Linked DNA regions of Mus musculus: all the other regions are linked to region 3. The links are chromatin contacts, called in public Hi-C maps. All regions are on one chromosome and are shown on one strand. Each heading gives the region's core, a stretch centred on a gene start, on an enhancer-like site or on the middle of the called end of the contact. The rest is flanking DNA. Distances are from core to core; before and after follow the strand shown.

Evidence for each region. Hi-C and Micro-C count contacts between places; a contact is called where the count stands out from the background.
Region 1: a Hi-C map of the N1E-115 cell line shows a contact between it and region 3, with 2.6 times the contacts expected there. The contact joins two enhancer-like sites. A contact is called at or near these places in 1 of 484 Hi-C or Micro-C datasets (the N1E-115 cell line) and 1 of 115 datasets of contacts at active chromatin or transcription factors (astrocytes).
Region 2: a contact with region 3 is called in a Hi-C map of the N1E-115 cell line, with 2.3 times the contacts expected there. The contact joins two enhancer-like sites. A contact is called at or near these places in 6 of 484 Hi-C or Micro-C datasets (the F1.1 cell line, the HPC-7 cell line, the N1E-115 cell line and 3 more), 4 of 115 datasets of contacts at active chromatin or transcription factors (the NIH/3T3 cell line, embryonic fibroblasts and embryonic stem cells) and 1 of 9 other capture datasets (embryonic stem cells).

Annotation. Positions count from the first base shown.
Region 1 is chr15:56,815,751-56,819,264 of GRCm38.p6, forward strand. No RefSeq gene overlaps it. Among named protein-coding and RNA genes, the nearest start is that of Gm38516, 52 kb to the left of the region's middle. Within about 2 kb of position 1,886, at least 7 of the 459 cell types and tissues checked have an H3K27ac peak or open chromatin away from gene starts, as enhancers often do. A contact at or near this core is called in the N1E-115 cell line, where this site is marked.
Region 2 is chr15:56,719,606-56,722,785 of GRCm38.p6, forward strand. No RefSeq gene overlaps it. Among named protein-coding and RNA genes, the nearest start is that of Has2, 27 kb to the left of the region's middle. RefSeq lists an enhancer at 534-2,066. Within about 2 kb of position 1,891, at least 30 of the 459 cell types and tissues checked have an H3K27ac peak or open chromatin away from gene starts, as enhancers often do. A contact at or near this core is called in the N1E-115 cell line, where this site is marked.
Region 3 is chr15:56,333,538-56,337,210 of GRCm38.p6, forward strand. No RefSeq gene overlaps it. Among named protein-coding and RNA genes, the nearest start is that of Gm41326, 75 kb to the right of the region's middle. Within about 2 kb of position 1,429, at least 13 of the 459 cell types and tissues checked have an H3K27ac peak or open chromatin away from gene starts, as enhancers often do. A contact at or near this core is called in the N1E-115 cell line, where this site is marked.

The sequences.
Region 1 (3,514 bases), core at 636-3,135, 480 kb after region 3:
TCAAGGATTGTCTCTTGCCCATTGGATTTGTCTCAAGTCTAGCCAGTTGTTTGTTGGCCCATTCCCTCCATTACTGCTCAAACTTTGTTCCTTTATATCTTGTAGGCAGGACACATTTTGAGTAGAAGGTTTTGTAGGTGAGTTGGTGTCCTTATCCCTCAGCTGGGAGTCCTGCCTGGCTACAGAAGGTAACCACTTCAGGTTTCATATCCTCCACAGCTATGAGTCTCAGCTAGAGTCACCTCTATAGACTCCCTGGGGCCTTTGACCATCCCAGGTCTCTAGCACATCCTAGGGATGCCTCCCCTCCCTGCCCATAGCTGCTTTCTGCTCTCTTTCCCTCTGTTCTCCCTATGTCTGACCCCTTGCCTGATTCCCCTTTCCATCCCCTCTCCCATTCAGTTCCTCCATCCACCTGATGTTTACTTTATTTCCCCTTCTGAGTAAGATTCAAGCATCCTCTATTGGGCACTCCTGTTATTTGGCTTCTTTGGGTCTGTGGCTTGTAGCATGGTTATCCTGTACTTTATGGTTAATACTACTAAGTACATAACTCGCATGACTTTTTGGGTCTTGGTTATCTCACTAGGATGATATTTTCTAGTTCTATTCATTTACCTGCAAAATTTATGATGCCTTTGCTTTTAATAGCTGAGTTGTATTCCACTGTGTACATTTGGAGAACAGTGCTCTAATGGGAAGTTGACTGGGCTTATAATTTTGGGACATAATACATTTAAATAATTTTATTTATTTTCTTCTTATATGTTATTCCACTCATTAATTTACCCCACAACTGCTTTTTGATCATTAAGAAAAGAGGATTGGACACTGGATTCTGTAGAAAACATGAAATGCTAACACTGTACATAACTATTACTTACCAAGCTATAATTATGGAACATCTCTCCATAGCATCCCATGTTGCATGCTTAGTAATAGCTAGTGCTTATCGATACTAATGGAATGTGCAATAACTGTAAGCGTTAGTTCTTTTCTATTAGAAATGTATTATGATGCCAAAGATAATGAGACAGTAAAGGTTAAGCATTCAAAGGAAGGATGGGTTAGGTTTTGGGTCAGAGGTATCCAGCTTAGGTGATTAGTTATGTGATTTTCTATTTTAGCTGCCCCTGTGCCAGATTCCATGGACTGGATTGAGACCTGTGAAACCGTTGTAAGAAACACTCATGGCAATGCTTAGGAGTGGGTCAGTGCAAGTGACAGCACAGCAGAATAAACATGAGCTTCAATAAGCTTGAATAAAATCACTGAAGAAGTTGAGAAAGAAGGCTTGAACATGTATGAATCCCTTTCTTCTTCCCTTCCTCCAATCTGGCCAAGAGAAGTTCCAAAGACTAATGTCTTCCGGAGTATAAATAGGTTTGAAAATGAAGTGTTAGTTTTAGCACTGTCCATTGATATCTAGAGTTCAATCCAGATATTAATTTCATAAATATATTATAAATAGGGGCTCATCTATTAAGAACACTTGTTGATTTTTTTAGAAGAGATGTATTTGATCCTTAGCCCCTTCATGATAGATCATAATCTTGTAATTCTAGTTCCAGGTGCCCTCTGACTTCTGTCTTCATCAGGAAGACATGTGGTGCTCATGCAGACAGGCAGACAAAACACACAGAGTAAATACATCACAAAAAATTAAATAATTACTAATGAGACACATGATTATTTACTATAGTGCTGGCCTTCGTCGGCATCTGTGTGTTCTATCCCCTCCCCCAACCCTCTTTCTCTTTTTCTCTTTCACTTACTAAACTAGGCTACATGCCAGGCTGTGCTTATTCATTCTAAAGCTTATGGACCCCAGGAGCTTTACATGGAGTGAGCTAATTAATCCAATTACTGTAATTACGATGACTGTAATAGGACTATGCAAAGAAGTCTGCAAGTTAAGTCAACCACTAATATATGACTTTGCAAAATCACTTAACTGCTCCATCAGCATTCTCTGCCAAGCTAGACTGAATGGATGAGTCTAAAACCCAGAAAATTCTGTACTTTACTGTTTTAAAATTGTGAATAGCAAAGATTTGTTTGCAAACCAAAATTTAATACATCCTTCACAATCTTAAAGGTGCCATTTTATACCCGTACTTCAGTGGACACTGGAATTCTTGGCACGTTTGAAAATAACCAACATCTTTCACTAGGCAGACACATGCTCTCCAGGGCTATTTCCACAATAACATTTATTTTAGAAATGATATGCTTAGTCTGCTCTGAAAACTACAACTCCACTGATTAGGCAGCTGGCCCTGTGAATTATTGTTTGGGTTTATAATTATAGCTATTTAAGTGCTGAACAATCTTATAATAGTTTTAAAGAAGCTGTTTGTGTACACAGAGCAATTTCAAGCTTGTTTCTTGTCTTTATCCCTTTTCATCTTTAAAAGATAACTCAAAATAATTCTATTCTATCCTTAAACCCCAGAGTACAATTAGCTTGTCCCATTGCAGGCGCAAACACAAGAGGTCCAGGAGACTCCCTTTTGGTTGAAGTAAGGAACCACTGGCATGATTTGTTTTAGTTTGATAAACACAGAGGGCCGTTCTGTTCTGAGACCTCTTTCCTCCATGGGGAAGGGGGGTGTTTATTTCCAGCTGTGGGGAATTACTCACAGGAGATTTAAACAGTGAAGAAAGAAAACATCCTCCTTTCTTTTTGAACCCGCCCAGCCCACCAAGGATTATGGACTTAGCCAATGGAAAGATGGGACTCGGTTCACTGCAAATGCCCCTTGAAGGACAGCTACTATATCTGAAAGGACTTACAATGAGCCATTAACAGCATCTGGAAGCTTCCAGGTCTTTGCTTCTTAAGTTAGTGATTCAGTTGGATCTAGGATGACCAGAATTGAAAAAAAAAAAGAGCAAACAAACAAACAACAACAACAACAACAAAAACTAACTGGGAAAAATGTGAGCTTTTTCTAAAAATCACAAATTCTGATATGGATTCAGCAGGGTCTTTAATCTCACTCTTAGCCAATGAGAAAAATTCAAACTTTCTTACTGTAATTTTAGTTGAATGGTGGAAAAAGAACTCTAAGGTCTCTCTCTCTCTCTCTCTCTCTCTCTCTCTCTCTCTCTCTCTCTCTGTTGTATAATTAAATGCATCCAATTTCTTTGAAAACTCTTTGTTATATATATCCAATAAGTTATAAAGTACAACACCTATCTACAGATCTCTGAGTCATTAAAATCAAGTGCATGACTGCATATAGTACATCCTATAGGCATAGAGTGAAGGTAGAAGAAACTGTGGCTGAGGTCTAGTAATAAATAAATGAAGAACTAGAGATGATAAGTTGGTATATTCTACCACCAGTACTACAATTAAATATACATAAAAATTTCATGTCAAAGAAATGCTGAATGTCTTCTTTTTGATCAACTATAAAAACATGTAAGTGACATTGCTTAGGACTCCTTTAAACATTACTATTTCATCTTTTGTACCTGATAAAGTTTCTATTAGATTCCCAAGTTG
Region 2 (3,180 bases), core at 641-3,140, 390 kb after region 3:
AACAAACAAACAAAAAAAAAGAAGTGTTACTGGGAGTCTGTGATCCATGCAGAGATGAGTTCCACTCTCAATTTAAAGTTATTGATTTGTCTTGCTATCAATATGCAATGACAGCATTGATCATGAGTGCTGTTACTTAACATATACAGAGTCAAACAGGCAGTTATTTCTCAGCAAACATGATCTGGAATTGTTTTATCAACTGCCAAATTCTTAAGATGTTTTGTATTATATTTATTCATAAATTTTGTCGAGTGTGTGTGTGTGTGTGTGTGTGTGTGTGTGATAGCACATGAGTGCAAATCAGAGGACAATCCAAGATAGTTGGTTGTTTCCTTCTGCCACATGTCCTGAGGATTGAAATAAGGTCATTGGGCTTGGTGGCAAGCACCTTTACCTGATGAGCAATCTCCCCATTTCCCCACCTTATCCCATCTTCTATTCTATACATGATAGAGAGGAGCCTTAGAGAGTTAATTTAAACTCATTCTTTTTACTAAATCATTTTTGTTCATTTGACTGATCACTTTATCATGGGAAACTAGTAGGCCATGAGTCATCCCATTAAAAAACAAATAAACGTTTGTCTGAGTTAGCATATAGCTTTGTGTATGCCAATACTGTTAATGAACTACTGGTTTTACAGAGATACCAAAGTAGATGTCAGATCTTTATCCAACATCTCCACATCTGAAGACATTACCTCCTTTGTCTTGGTATCATCCCTTGTAACATAATTGTGGCCTCAAAATTTGGGGTACTTTAAGCTTTGTGATAGGATGGTAGACACCAGTTTCTATGTCTTATAGGACTAATGAATATACCAGATTTTAGATTCCTAAATGAAAATTTCTGGAAACCTGTCTGAAGAAAGGAACATCTATCTCTTAAAGTTTTCTCTTTCCTGAGTTTCAGTGTTCACAGTATCCCCATTGACAGAGAGAAACAGCACACTCATAGTATCTTTAGTTGACTTAACATCATGAACTTATCAGTGTGTCCTGTTTGGTAGTTCTACTGTCCTAAACAGTGAGATTGGCCACCTGACTTCGTCACTTCCCCACAAATCATCACATGTGGAACCCAGAAACGTAACAGAGACAGTTATCTCTTATTCCCAAAAGATAAGGAAATCTCCTAAAGTTCTCATCCGTTGTGAAGCACTTGAGGGCACACTGTAGGGCTCCTGGGAAATCTGCACTTGAAAATGCCTCTCCATGGCAACCAGGCAGAACTTGAAGCCTGGTTTTTCTCATCCACACTCAACTGATAATTCAGAAGCAATGAAGTGAAGCGACTGGTAGTACACTTGTCTCTGTCTCCAAGCTGGAATAGGGAAAGAGACAACATTTCCTGGGGATAAGATAGAATCTAGGTTTACAGAGGATCAAGTCCTAGTGATATCCAGGCTCACTGTTATTCTTGTAACAGCCAAGGAAGTTTCCATCAGCCTTGGCATCATTAATACCTACATAGAGCCACTTCTCAGCAATTAAAAACAAAAGCCAACAGGAAGGTAAATAACTATGGAGGCTTGGGTTTCACTTCTCTGTATTTCAGTAATCTCGAAGCAGCTCAAACAAACAGGATGAAGTAAGAGAAGGTATGAGTAACAGCTTCTCTCATGTTTTCTCTAGCTGTTGGGATTTGTCTCACATTTTAGGTTCCCTTAGGAAGCCAGATAAATGTTCAATTTTAGTTAACTCCATAAATTCAGAAATGGTTAATATGACTCATCTGAGAAACAGCCATTGCAATGATTTATGTCTAAATGTTGGTTTTTATAGCCATTTGATATTAGAATTGGAAAGAAAGGATGTAAGTCATGGTCTCTGCATCCCTGAGTCATTGTTCCTTACCTACGTAACGCCTATGATCTAGCTGTGATCCATGCTTGGAAGTTGGCTTGGCTTACAACTCAAGGCAGACCTAAGATTTCTATGATAGAGGTTAGAATGGGAATAGACATGAGGAAAGCCCTACACAGTGAGATGAGTAAAAGGAGTATGAGCCATTAGCAAGACAAATGTTAAAGGTTACAAGGTGACAGATGCCTCAAGGAAGTATTTGTGTAGACTGCTATTGTGATACAATCTTGAGGCTAGTTTTTCCCAACATCCAAGACAGTGAAATTGTTCACAAAGATGACACACTTTCCTGTCATCCAATTAAAAAAAAACAAAACTATTACTTTCATCTCAACCCACCAAAAATGCCTTAACAGTCTGCTCCCCTTTGCTCCCCTTTGAAGGGTTATAGATCACAAAGAGGGCAGACTGTCTGAGACACCGAAGTCTTGTAGGGAAGACACGCATATATGTGTGAGTTTCTAAATCAGGGCATATTTGGCTGAGTTCTGGTATCATTTCCTCATGCAATCCTTCTGTGGCTTCTCAAATGTGGGTTTATGCTCCCGAATCTGGATACCCACAGGATATGCTAATGTAGCCAAGAATGTCCATTGCTAACTGATATCCAGACTCTCTTTCCTAATGATCAAATTCCAGTTTGATGTTTGCTATCATTACTTGCAGAGTACTACTACCCTTGCCCACAAAAAGTCCCTTGTAACTAGATTATCACCATATGTATCAGTGGCTTTTCTGTTTCTGTGACAAAATACCTGATAGAAGTGACAAAAAGATTTTCCACAGGCTGGTGGTGGTAGCATATGTCAGTAGAGGTAACAACTGGAGGGTTACAATATGAAGGCCATGTTAGTAAGTAGCTCATTTATGACAGAATGAGTGTGTGGTAGAAGTTGTTTGTACTCACGTTTACCAAGAATCAGAAAGAATAGTAAGGAAACAGGGCCTGGCTATAGTCTTCCAGAGCAGCTTTCCAAGGCTCACTACTAAGGAGTTAGTTCTGCGAAAGAATTCATGTCCTTAAGGTTCATTGTGCCCCACCAGAGTCCCAAACCCCCAGACAACAGATTGTGGGAACATTTTGTTTTTAAACCATAACACCATCTGATTCACTTGTGGTCAAAATGAAGTAAGTAATTTAGTCAGTCTATAGGTTCTGCCTACACTCTCCTTCTCTTTCTTAACCCTCGCACAGCCCTCCTTGAGGCAGATTACTGGGTAGATGTGATAGGAGATATCCAAGCACCATCTTGGACCTCATGATTGATGTCTTTGACAATGGGAACCATGTGCTAACAATAGCAAAGTAGTA
Region 3 (3,673 bases), core at 179-2,678:
TATTTACATATTAGAATATTAGATCAATATTTAGATAAATGATTCATCTTGCATTGATGCATGCATTTAGCTTTATCAATATCAGTACTCTGCAAATGGCTAGTGCATGTTTGTGGATGGATGTCTGCAGAGGTGATTTCATCCCAGGAAGATCAAAAAGAATTGCTTGCCATCACTGAGGTGACTGCTTACAGACATTAGTCAGGCCCTTCTATGGTCCAAGTTGAAATCATCTAATTAAGAATAAAGCTCACATTCTGAGCTTTCTTAGAACAGAGGTTAATCTAATGAGGCAACCTAAGTTCAAGCCTGAGCTTCCACTCTTATTAGCCTCAAAGGCTTATTGTTTCTAGACTTCCACTTCTTCCTATGCAAGGTGGAGATCCTAAGAGTCTATGCCTGGTTTATTAATTCTGGACCATGGGTGCAGTTTTACAGACTACAGCCAGCATATGGTATAACCTCTTTAAGAAATTTAGAATATTTTTGAGCATCTACATGGTGGTGAATTCTAGTACTAAAATGGAAAGAATCCTCATGGGGTTTAAACTCTAAAAGAGTCCTTATGGCTTATTGAGTGAAAAATTACCTGGGTTAATTAATGAACAGTTGCCTCAGGAGTTGGTAGCAATGTTTTTCATGTTATAAAACACTTTGGTATAATAAAACTAAATACTCTCAGAAATGTTTGCTCATAGCCCAGGCTAGTGAGTACATTGTAGGTACAGAGCATCTGAAAAGATGGGGAGAAATAATAATATTTCTATCTGGATTCTGGCATTTTATCTTTCAGAAACCAGTCCTGTTTGTGAGTTAGGCACATGAACTATTATCAGATAATAAAGGGTGTTTAAATTTTTGCAAAAATCACTTTTGCTATTTGAAGATGGCCTAGATCCTCTTGTGACTGCGTTCAGACGTGTGGGATGAGGAAAGTGGGTGAACAGAGATGTTTCTATACCCCACAGGAAGTATGTTCTTATGAAGGCTGGTGCTTTGTTGAAGTATTCAGTGTGGTGGCCAGTCTCATTTTTTTTCTCCTATATTTATGCTGGTTTTCTTTGAATAGACATGCGAACAGGAAGACTGCCCTTCTGAACCTCCTCTCTGTCAAAGGATTTCTAGGGATTTCCAGCATGTGGAGGAAGATCAGAGTCTGTGTGGAGCTCCTGCCAAGTGGCTGAAGCCAGAGACTTCCCACACTCCCCAGGGTCTCATCAATTCTTATCAGAGATGCAGGGGCAGTGGTGGCAGGCAGCACTGTAACTTCAGGAAAGAAGGGGAAGAAAGAGGAAGAAAGAAACTATTGGGGAACACAAATCTTCCTCCAGTGTCCAGGAATCAGTTTGTGCATAGGCAACTGTTAAGGCAGGCGACTCCTGGCTCAATGGTTTCCCACATACAATTATACTTATTCTATGTACATCTCATTCAAGGCAGGCAGTTGGAGCTCAGAAATTAAGGGGGATATACTAGATTCTTGAAGCTCTTGACCTTCCTTCATTGTCCTTAAAAGCTAGTCCCATTCATTCAACATTTTAGGTGCTTGTATGGCTAACAAGGTTCAGCTCCCTCGCTCAATATGCTGAAGGCTTCTTGGAGGGCTTACAAAGCATTTTGAAGAGTTAAATGTAAATGAATCAGGAACACATGGATTCAATTTCCCTGGAAATCCACATGTGCTGGGAAATGAAGGGGGGCAGTGTCTGGCCAAATGTGCTTTGATTTATCTGACCCCAAAATATACCCCTCCTTTCTGCTTTCCTCCCCTCAAAATCATTTGAAAGTTTGGTTAACGTCAAAGCATGGCTGAGTTCTTGAGACCCTTGTAATTTGGAAGGGTTTGAGTTCTTAGAAAGGGCATTCAGAGAAATCTTGCCCCACCTTTAAGCCCAAGGCTTTGTCACGTGGTTTTCTTCTAGTTAATAGGGTTAAATTAAGGCAAGGATATGATGACATTGGTTCAGTGACAAAGCTAACTACCTCTGCAACCCATGGAAGCATCCATTTCCTGCAGTGAACATTTTCATGCAGATGATATACCCTACTCAATGTTTCTGCCCTCCAAAAATTAGCTTTATTTTTCTAGGAAACCACTATTTGAGTGTAGGAATAGAATTATTTCACTATCTGTGCCCCATCCCCTGCTCCATTGTCTGCAAAGATCACTTCTTTAATAATGTATTTAAGGCCCACAACTGTACTATGTAAAGAGTGTTGAAGATGAGCTCACTTACAGACTGTTTAGGACTCTTAGACAGAGAGATGACTTCATATAAGAGGATCTTGGGTGTAGATGACAGGAAAAAGTCTCAGAGGTGTCCTGTGTTTGTCAAGAAGGATTTAGACCTCATTGCTCCAGTATATATATATATATATATATATATATATATATATATATATATATATATTGGAATTTATGACAGACTAGAGAAAAGAAAACCACTGTTTTAGATTTTCTTTTTTCTTTTTTCCTTTTTTCTTTTTTTTTGTCTTTTATTTATTTATTTATTTTTATTTACATATTTTCCTCAATTACATTTCCAATGCTATCCCAAAAGTCCCCCATACCCTCCCCCCCCCACTTCCCTACCCATCCATTCCCATTTTTTTTTTTTTTTTTTTTTTTTTTTGGCCCTGGCGTTCCCCTGTACTGGGGCATATACAGTTTGCGTGTCCAATGGGCCTCTCTTTCCAGAGATGGCCGACTAGGCCATCTTTTGATACATATGCAGCTAGAGTCAAGAGCTCCGGGGTACTGGTTAGTTCATAATGTTGTTCCACCTATAGATTTTCAAGTCTCATCATAGACAGTGGTCAGCGGTCAGCCTGTTGATTGTTGGGAGCAAAGCCCCGTCTGCAGCATGTGTGTGGGAGATAGAAAAAGCTGGATCAAGTGTCTAGGCTTTGAACTTCTTATCAGCATGAACTGGTCTTACCCCTACTTCTTGCTCCTCCACAGCCTTTACTGAAGTCTACCAAGCCCAACTGCCACGGACTTCCTTTTCTGTTATGCTTCAGCCTCCCTACCTGCTTCGAAGTTCCCTTGATATGTTGAGTTTCTTTCACAGGTTGTGATTTTGTTGCGCATCTTTGTACATGGTGACCACCAGAGGGAGCCCCTGGACTGAGGGTGAGAGCAGTAAGCAGGCATGTGCTGAACCTGGTTAATTCTTCCAGGGAATCATGAACTAGGCTTTTAGATGAGTTTCAGGCAAACTTGTCTCTTTCTTTTTCTGCTACGTGTGTGCATACCTGTGCGCATGCATGCATGCATTTGTGTCTGTTAGTGTGCATCCTTGTATGTTAATTTGTGTCTGTGCTTGGGTGTTTCTTTTTATGCATGTGTGTGGGGTGGTGTGTTTGCATGTGTGTGTGTGTGTGTGTGTGTGTGTGTGTGTGTGTGTGTGATAGTCAAAAGGCTTCTATGATGAGTTATTTTAGTGTTAAGTCCAAATGTTGATGCTAGAAGCCCTTCAGAGGTTTACAGGTCTTGAAAGCCACTAACCACAGTAATCAATAAATTTCTTCATAAAGTGTATTTAAAGACAGTACTGTATCCAGGAAATCCAGCATCATTTTCCTTTATAGAAAGTGGGTTTACATCCAGTTACAAGATAGTGTATTCACAAAGTGACCACTCTAACACACTATCTTCAAGACACTTCGGAGA